Linked DNA regions of Drosophila melanogaster: region 2 is linked to region 1. Evidence: chromatin contacts called from public Hi-C data. All regions are on one chromosome and are shown on one strand. The core of a region is the stretch at or near the end of the contact, and the rest is flanking DNA. Distances in the headings are between cores, read along the strand shown.

Evidence for each region. A called contact is a pair of places that touch in the nucleus more often than the background predicts.
Region 2: a Hi-C map of the Kc167 cell line shows a contact between it and region 1, with 2.6 times the contacts expected there. A contact is called at or near these places in 2 of 107 Hi-C or Micro-C datasets (the D17-c3 cell line and the Kc167 cell line).

The regions. Positions count from the first base shown.
Region 1 is chr3L:7,508,860-7,513,726 of dm6, forward strand. CG7546 reads left to right here and starts at 2,127. Exons shown (of 10, transcript NM_168217.4): 1 at 2,127-2,583; 2 at 2,652-2,769; 3 at 2,846-3,057; 4 at 3,114-3,869; 5 at 3,927-4,533. The coding sequence starts at 2,518. It also overlaps asRNA:CR45896.
Region 2 is chr3L:7,934,396-7,939,262 of dm6, forward strand. Srp9 (Signal recognition particle 9) reads left to right here and starts at 1,978. Exons shown (of 2, transcript NM_139906.3): 1 at 1,978-2,220; 2 at 2,286-2,863. The coding sequence starts at 2,080. The coding sequence ends at 2,378. It overlaps syd (sunday driver), which reads right to left and starts at 1,725. Exons shown (of 14, transcript NM_001300046.1): 1 at 983-1,725. The coding sequence starts at 1,084.

The DNA of each region.
Region 1 (4,867 bases), core at 877-3,376:
CGCACACCAAGGCCAGTCTCATTTTCCCCCACACCGCATGCTCCTTGGCCATCCGTAGTTTATGGCACAAAGGGGACTTGGCTTCAATTTTCTTTATATTACAGCTTGATTTAATTTGACGTGAGACTTGCTCTGGGGCCCTGTTCTTGACCAGACCGAAATTAGAAATGTAGCCATGCAATGCGGAAACTCGTACTTGAATACATTTCTAATTCTGATTCTGAAGTGAAGCGATTACAGGTTACATTCGGGAAAATTCAAATGTTGCTTAATGAAAATATGAACAATTGGAAAAAGCAAATGTCATTTACCAGCTGCCAAGAGCAGCGACTTATCAATCTGCCCGATTGATATAATTTCATAAGGCGACCTTTGCCCCCGCCCACAACAACAAAAAAAAAAAAACACTTTCAATGTAGTGCCACGCCCACCCACTGTGACAGGAAAAACTTTTGGTGCAAAAAAGTAATAAAAAGTAACGGAAAGCGTTAGCTTAATAACAAATGGAAAGCGGAAAACGAGAGGGCAGTGCTGGTCGAAAAAAAGGGAATGATAATGAAAATGAAAATGCATAAACAGAAATCGTTGACAAGGCGGTGGGCGGAATGTACTGGGCGCTTAGATGAAGGACGGCTGCGTGGAAAACTCATTAAAACTTTTCACAGCCCATTTAAAAGCAATTTGTAAATTGTAAAACTTGCACTTGGACCGCGCAAAGTCGGTGAAAAACGTTAATAATTATTATTTATACTTTCACGCCAAGCATAATCCATATTGTAAGCGAAATGTAGGCTGAGCATTTTAATACAATTAACTGTTTGTAATTTGTACATCAATTTTCTCAAAATGCTTAATTGGGAATCAAACATTTAAACATAGCATATATCCTGACAACAAGCTTACAAAAACATCTTTTATTATTAAAAAAAAAATCTACAAACTTTAAGCAAGGTATTTTTTTGAAAATACTGTAATTAATCATTCAATTGCTTGCTAAAAACTCAGTTAAAAAAAAAAAAAATCCTCAAAGAGAATGGTGCACTCGGCAATCTGCCACTGCCCATTTCCGTGGCATCTTTTCAGTCCGGAAAATAAGGGCTCGTCGCAATCACTTTGAGCCCGTGGAAAGGCTCACAATCGCAGACATTAAATCAAATTTCCGCACAATTCCGGCAAGGGGTATGCGAAAAATTGTGTTAGCTGCGGTTGGCTTTCCTTCGCAGCCTTCTGCTTATTTTACTTCCACTACCGATGCCACAGCGCCACTTAAATATTCAAAGCGAAAAGTTGCCCTACACCTTTGCGTCTTGGCTGACTTTCCCCTGTTTTCCGTGTTTTCTTTTCTTTATTATTCAAACGCCGCTTTTCATGTGCAGTGCCCAAAAATTCCCACAGGATGCAGTCAAAGGCGGTGGGGTGATTAAGGGTTGGTGTGGGGTTAGGGGCGAAAAGGTTGATGGGTGAATTGTATTTCACATGTGCAGTTCTTTAAACGTTTTTATAGCGCTCATCTCGCTCATGCCCCACACGCTTTACATTGTGGGCAAGAGTCTAGGCAATTCCCTGGAGATATTATACCTTTCGGTTAGGTTAGGATAGCAAAGAATGTTCAAAAACAATATAAATAAAACAGATTAATATATTTAGTACAAATTCAAAAGAACCGCCTAAGTGGTTTTTAGGGCTGCCAGACAAGAAAAAAATTCGTGCACTCTGGTTTGAGTCAATGCTAACAGTGCTGTATTCTTCTTTGTGTTTGCCACTGAAATAATAATTTGGGTATTTTAGGACATTTTGTGTACTATATGCTGAGCTGGCAACTTATCTATTTTGTAGACATATGCAGCTATTATATTTTAAACTTCAGACAAATTAATATAATATATTATATTTTAATCTTAAGACAAGTTGTTATAATATATTTTTGTTATAATATATTTTAAGCTTCAGAAAAAAGGTTATTTATCTGCATATTCCAATTTTTGTAATCGTTACCAAACTCAATAAAATAATTTTCAACTGCTCCATACAATACATATCATTTTTGACAGATCGCTTAATTTTTGCTTTAAAACGGAATTTATTTATCAATACCTGCTAGTTTAGCTTTTTACAAGATGGCATTTGGCTGCTCTTTCACTCCGAGAGTTGGCAACACTGCCACACTGTCAAATTCCAGTAATTATTCTCGTCCACTGCTGTTGTTGAATTGCAAAGTCGCTCGGCGCGTTAGCATAGAAGCCCAGCATATATTTGCCCGATCCGAAAGCAGGCGGAGATCAGTGAAAACGTATACATATTTACCGCTAGTTGAGCAGTGCGAAAACGTGTCCGGAAAAGCCAAAGGCCAACGACAGCGAGTGCGAGCGAGAGAGCAGGTGACAGCGACACCGACAAGATTCCCCGCCTTCCCCCCTCCACCAACGAACCCTTTTCGACTGTTTTTTTGCACGGCACGGGGAAAACCGAAAGAAAAACGAGATTTTCAATTGATTTGCGACGCAGTCCGGCCGGAAAATGCTCATAAACCTTAAGGTGAAGACCTTAGATGCGCGCATCCACGAATTCAGCATCGACAATGAGGTAATGTTTGAGGTTGTGTGTCCAGGTCTAGGGGCTTCTTTATATCCATGCACCCCACCCATTTCCAGCTCACCATCCGCCAGTTCAAGGACCAAATAGCCGAGAAGACTAACATTGCGGCGGAAAACCAGCGTATCATCTACCAGGGTCGCGTTCTGGTCGATGATAAGCAGGTGAAGGAATATGGTGAGTCATGCCCCCGGGAGCACCCACATATATATATGCACTTATATCTAATACAACAATATCAATGCCCATGCAGATGTGGATGGCAAGGTGCTCCATGTGGCCGAACGACCACCATTCTCGCAGCGCGGAGCCAATGCCCGCAACAATGATGAACCCATGCGAACCTTCCGCAATGTGGCACGTCCGCCGCCGCCCGGAATGCGTACTTCTCCGTACTTCCGCGCCCTCGATGGAATGCTGGTGGGCACCATGGCCATACCGGTGAACAATGGTCCAGTAGCTGGGGTAAGCCATTAAGATGAAAGCTCTTTCAACACGCGTATTTAAACGTATCTTAGCAGACACGTCCTCCACCGAATCGTTATCCCAACTCGTCGTCCTTCTGCATTAACCGCATCACGGTCGCCCTGCACATGATCGATTGCGCTGACAATATAGCAGCTTATCTGGAAAATCCTGCCGTTGGCCTGAACAATCAATCACTGGACATTCTGCAGCGCGGTCGCTGGTCGATGGAGTCCACAGTCGTGGAAGTAGGTGTCTCCTCGACTGATCTGCCACGCAACAATAACATCATCGATATGGTCCAAGATGCCGTGACCGCTGCTCTTTCGCATACAGGAGCACGCAACTATACGGTGGTTCAGCTGCCCACGGTTTATACCAATGAGAATGGCGAGACGAGCCAGCAGAGAACAGCCGAAGCTATAACAAGTGAGGGAGCAGCCAGTGGAGCTGCAAGTAATGCTAGTGGTGAAACCACAGCTGCTACTGTGATTATCGAGGATGTTATCGAAACGGACGACGAAGTGGCCGATGGAGCATCAGATCGTTCGGTCACGCCAACACCAGAGCCGGAGGCGGAAGGAGCAGTTGGTGGCCAGCAAGTCACTGCAGCAGAGACTCCCACATCCTCGGTTGGATCAGCAAATGACGCGGCTGCCGAAGGCGGCAACAACTCAGGACCCAGGCGACGCACTCGTCCTCAGGTGTTGGCCCAAGTTATTCAGCACTATCGTGGCGTACAGGCTCGCTTGGCGCCTTTTGTTGATCGGTACTATGAGATTCTCCAGAATGATCCCACTTTTGAGGAGAGTGTAAGTTAATAAGCCGAGCTCTTATAAGCCTATTAAAACATTAAATTCCTTTTTTAGGACACCGATGGTCGCGAGAACGCACAGCGCATCTTCGATCGCGTCTCGGAGGCTTTCCACTACCTTTCGCACGCCCAGCACGCTATATCCGATTTAATGCTTGACCTGTCGCAGCCAGGGCCACGTGTGCTCACCTGCCGACCCATTCTCGTTGAGCAGAGCGGTTACATACGCTCCAATAACATCTTCACGCCCAACTTTTTGGCACCGCCCTCGGGTATTATCAACGAGCCTTTCCGCAATAGAGCACCTGGTTCTGCCTCTGCAGCTGGCACTCAAACGGCCACCACAGCGGGCACTCAAACGCCCACCAGCGCGGGCACTCCAACTGCTGTGGCACCTTCGCAGGCTGCCAATTTGCAGGCGGCCACCGATGCCAGTCGCAGTGCAGCGGCCATGGCGGAGATCGCCAGTCGAGCTGCTGGAGCCGCTGCGGAAATGGCTGCCGGAGCTGCCAGTGCGGCTGCTGGAGCTGCGAATGCGGCTGCCGCCGCCGCTCGCGATTTATCCAGTGATCAAGTAGAGGATCCCATCGACGAGCCTATGGTGGGGCCAAATGCTGCAGGTGCTGAAACACTAGCACAAGAGCAACAGCGTCTCGAAATGGGTAAGAAACTTTATACAAACACTGTATGCAGATGAGGCTGTGCAAAATCAAATTCACTCATGGCCTTAGACAAGGAATTCGTGTCTCTGAATCGTAAATATTCCCGTATTATTTGTTGAAAATATTCTAGATCACGACCACGATCAAGCTCAAAGTGAAACTCCCGAACGAGAAACCCGACCAGTGCCTAGGCTGCGTGTCTATGTGCCAGTGACTTTGCCACCGCCCAGTATGTTTTGATTGTTCGGTTGAATCCAACGCCTCAGTCATGGCAGACTAACCATAATCTTAGCTGCTCACTCACTGCATCCCTACTTTGGTTTCACTTTCACTT
Region 2 (4,867 bases), core at 728-3,227, 430 kb after region 1:
GAAGGCCCCCTGATTTGATTTGCATAGACCGATTAAAGCTAGCGAAGCTGATAAAGTGCAAAATCAATCGGGGAATTGGGGTGAAAATTAAAAATAGACCAGACTGTAGATGGGGCAGTTGAGGAATCCAATATACTATATACATATATGGAGTTTTAAGGCTATAAAAATCGATAAGCTTTTATGGTGTCATACCATTTTATTGAACTGATTTTGAAAAAGTTGTTGAACCTAAAAATACCTATACTTTATGGTTATAAATAATTATAAACGCCAAAACTATAATTATTGTGTTTGATGTTCTAGAATTTCTATAGCTTATCAGATAAGAGATGTTTAACAAAATTTATGACATGGTATTTCTTTCTCTGCAGAATATTGCGTGAGGTGGTCATAAAATTTGAGGGCCAACTGACTGACTTTATTGATTTCTGGTCCCCGGCTTCTTACCCTTCTTTTGCTCTCTAACTCTCTTTTTCTACCCATTTTTGGCTACTATTTTTCGCCAGCTTTAATGTCAATGACCACAGACGTCAGCTGATGCATAATAAACAATTGTTGGCTGCGTTTTTACATAATTAAGGGTATATAAACAAGAAAGAGATACGAAGAGAGCAAGAATGATGTGCAAAGAAAGCATATTTCTGCGATTGTATTTCCGCTTGGAACACTTTTATAGCCTCATTATCTCGTGTTTGTGTTACTTGTACGATACGAGTGGGTCTGAATGTGGATGGTAAGGAGCAGAGAACCAGAACAGATTAAACCTACTTATTGTGCGTTATCAAATTTAAGGGAGAATCAGAAACGCCCGTATGATTCAGTGAATAGTATAAATTAGTCAATGGTATCACAGTGAATTTTCCTGGCTATAAACTATCAATGGACTGCTATTGAAACTTAAGACTATTCCCATTCCGAGTGATCTGGTTACTTCTCAGTGGGACAAGATGAAAGAGGGCTTTTGTGGATGGACTATTACCTTCTCCGACATGACCATGTTGTTGTCCTCGGTACCGTAGACAGTTTCAGCTCCGGACTGTGGTCCTCCATTGTTGAGCAGTGCATCATCGTTGTCCATCATGATGAATGGTGTTTGGGTGGATCGGAGGATCTCTTTATTTATAAAGGAGGTGTGCTCTCTACTCTTTAGGAAGGGCGAGGGGCGGTAGGGTGCTGCACTTGACTGCTGTTGATGGGTCGTACGTCACGCGTTAACCGTTATGCAGGCAATGGCTTTTCAACCCCACCAGAATAACAACACGGTAGATGGGGAAGAAAAGAGGGAGAAAAAGAGAGAGAGACTCCCACACACACGCACACACCACACACAGACACTTGACTTTTTGATGATTTGTGAGATTATATTTATATTTTGAACAGATCTCTAGTATATTTAAATAAACTGCACTTTAGCTGGCTTCTGCGTGTCACTTATTATTTGCGTTTTCGTTTTGCGCCCCTCTTTCTTCTCTTTCACATCCATTCACAATATTTGATTGACTAGATTTCATCGTTTTTCGCGTTTGCTTTTCGATGTATTTTCAGCAATGTTACTCGCGAATTTCACTGCCGACGCCTTCGCGGCCATCCGTTGCTTACGATTGAGCACTAAATTTAAGCGAATCAGTGGTTTTTCACACCATTTTTGCAATAAATATTGAAACACTTTGCAGCGCAGCTACGATGTGTGGGTGGGTGTGAACGTGTTACCCTGAAAATACCGATCACCTTGCATTGGCGAAGTGGTATTTTTAACTAGGTGTTTTACGGTCGCACTTAAGTAATGTTTAGCAAATTATTACACCGTAACTTACTAAAATTAATTATATTTATTTCTAATATTTTCGATTTATGTAAAGTTTAAATTTAGAAAGGCCCTTGTTTGAAAAACCGTCAGCAAATATTTGAAAAATACTAAGACATTCACAATGGGGTGTTCAGCTGTTGAGCTATTCGTTATCGAATAGTTTTGGCTTGTTGGTTTGGTATTTTTTCGATAGCTTCAACGTCACGCCGTCCAGTTGCTGTTGTTGTTTTTAATAATTTCGCCTGGATTTCCATTTGTTTAAATAAAAAATGGTTTTTGTAAAGAACTGGGATGATTTCGAGATTGCCGTCGAGAACATGTACTTGGCCAATCCACAGAACTGTCGACTTACCATGAAATACGCGCACTCCAAGGGCCACATTCTGCTAAAAATGACGGACAACGTTAAGGTTTGCACCCAATTCCATTATCAGTGCAAAACACATTTTTAAATTTTTACTTCATTAAACCACAGTGTGTGCAGTACAAAGCGGAGAACATGCCGGATCTCAGAAAAATCGAGAAGATCACCAGCAACTTGGTGGGACACATGGCGTCCAAGGAATAGAACGCAGAAAAACAGAAACTTTTTGGCCACGGCGACACTTCTGCCCAGGAACAACAACAAAGATCATAGCACATGCATGAGCATATGAATCGGCCACGAATGTTGTTGTTGCTTCGCCGGAGCAGGTGTGTGCTTGTGTGTGTGCCATCAACACCCGCATTGAATTTAGTTTTTAAGCACCAAAAAAGCCGCCGAGTTTTTGACATTCGAATGTGGCGATCAGAGTAGCTGCTGCATTTAGCCTGCTTTTAAACGACATTTTATAAATGTCTGCTCTGTACACGTTGCGAATGAACTGCGGATGGAATCATCATCATCATTACTTCTCTTCTGGTGGTCCAAATCCCCATCTGCAGGCAGCGGCGGCGGTGCAAAATGTTTTTCATAATGTTAACCATACGGTTTTGTATTTATCGTAAGAGTCAATCGGTCTTTCAACACATTTCCATGAAACGATTAGCATGAAATAAATCAAGGGAGAACTGAAAAATGCAACGAGACTAATCAATCTTTTGGTGTTTTTATCATTAATTTGGTTTAAAAACCCCATTTTATATATATCTAGATCAATCAATCTATTCCAAAATTAAGTTTCCAATAGGTAATGCAACCAAACCTGCCATATTTTTCACATAAAAGAATATTTTATTCGTTCTAAGTATTACTCATGTTACCTGAAATGGATGTAATTTCTTTCGGAGCATATCAAAAGAATTTATTAATATTTCCAGCACAAGAAGAGGGAGTAGTTGGCATTCGGAGACGTTTTCCGAAGAACTCTTAATTGCCTAACCATTAAAGCGATTAAACAGCCCGAGCAAACAGTTAACAAGCCACCTGAAAGCAGGAGGAGGAACCGAAGAACCACCGATGGGAACTGGAAATGGACAGCGGAATGGGATGCTGGCTCACTTAATAATCCGAGAGCAAATATTGGTTATTTGCCTGCGAGAGGCACTCGAGTTTATTTGCCGCAGGAGATTGACAGCAGCCCGCCGCAAAAGATTGATGGAACGACTGGAACCGCTGGCCACTGGATTGGACAATTGGACACTCGGACATTGGGACACTGGACGATCGGTAGTCCACAAGTGTTTGCTGAGAATGCAGAATGCACTCCGTTTGAGGTGGGATCTATCTACATACATACCTGTTGAACGGGAGGCAACTCAGTAGCCACCTTGGATTAAGTCGAAGCGTTTGCTTGACCCACAGAGATCCGCTCGAGCGGACCTTTTGATCAGCCCTCCACCAACCCTACAGTTGCAGCTCAAGCGGACTCCATCTCACTTGGCCATTCTGGTCATTCGATTGAAGAAACCGTCAGTTTCCGGCAGCAATATGCATAGCTCCACGACAAGCTCATTTGGCTTCTGTTTGAAGGAGACGCAGATGATGACATTGGCTGGCGGAGATCGCTGGCGATCCTCTGCCCAACCCATCGGATGTTTGTGTTTGCCCCGCATTGGGCTTTACTCGATTTTTTGTTTGGATTTGTTTGCCCAGTGCATTGCATTGCAATCACAATCACTTTAGGCAGCTCGTCTTCGACTTTTTAAAAAGCTGGAGAAAGGGTATACATTTAGTTGGGGTGGGACTTGATATGGTATTATTATAATGTTCGATTTAAAAATATGAATATCCCTTTTTAAGCTTAATAATAGAATTATGTTAACGGTGTTCTAATATTATAGTGCCTATATATAGATCTCCATTTCCAATCCTTCTAAGGGGCTTGCGAGTGCAATAAAAGCCCCATAAATTTTATAGGCAGCCCCACAAGTTGCAGTTATCAAAATCAACAAATCAAAAGACAGAAACCACAACGAGCAATCTGTAACGCTTTCATATATACCCAGTACATACATATATGTACACATATGCGTTGAAAAAACATATATTTTATATAGATGGTCGATTGTTGGGGGGGCTGCTACTGGTGTTGGAAAATGGGGGTCGTAAACTGGAAGCATAGCAGCGGGTACGGTGGCAATAATTTCGATCTTTACAAGACGATAAAGCCCATGGTTTAATTAGGCCCCAGCGATTCTTGGCCGCTCGCCCTTCTCAAACTGTTGCGATAAACTTGACAAATAACATAAATACCTTTTTATTGCGGGTGGTTGGGATGTGGGGTCGACTCAGCGGGGGTTGCGGGTCTGATTGGGGATGTCGATGTCTCCGGGCGGTAAGGCCTTCTCAAATAGACCTACTAGTATTACGCGGACCATGGCGGTACGTGCTTTTTACGACACCCACTGTGGCGTCAATTATAAAGATATTTAAGTACAGTTAGCATGCAATTAGACGGACCACAGTTGACTGTATCGCCATGGTCAGAACGACATGGCAATCCCTCTGATTTAATATATAATATATGTATGTATGGTTTTATATGGTATCGGACCGGCACGGCCATATAACTAAGTCCAATTGATTGCCATAACTAGTTGGTCATATGACAATTAGTTATAAATTAAGACCACCGA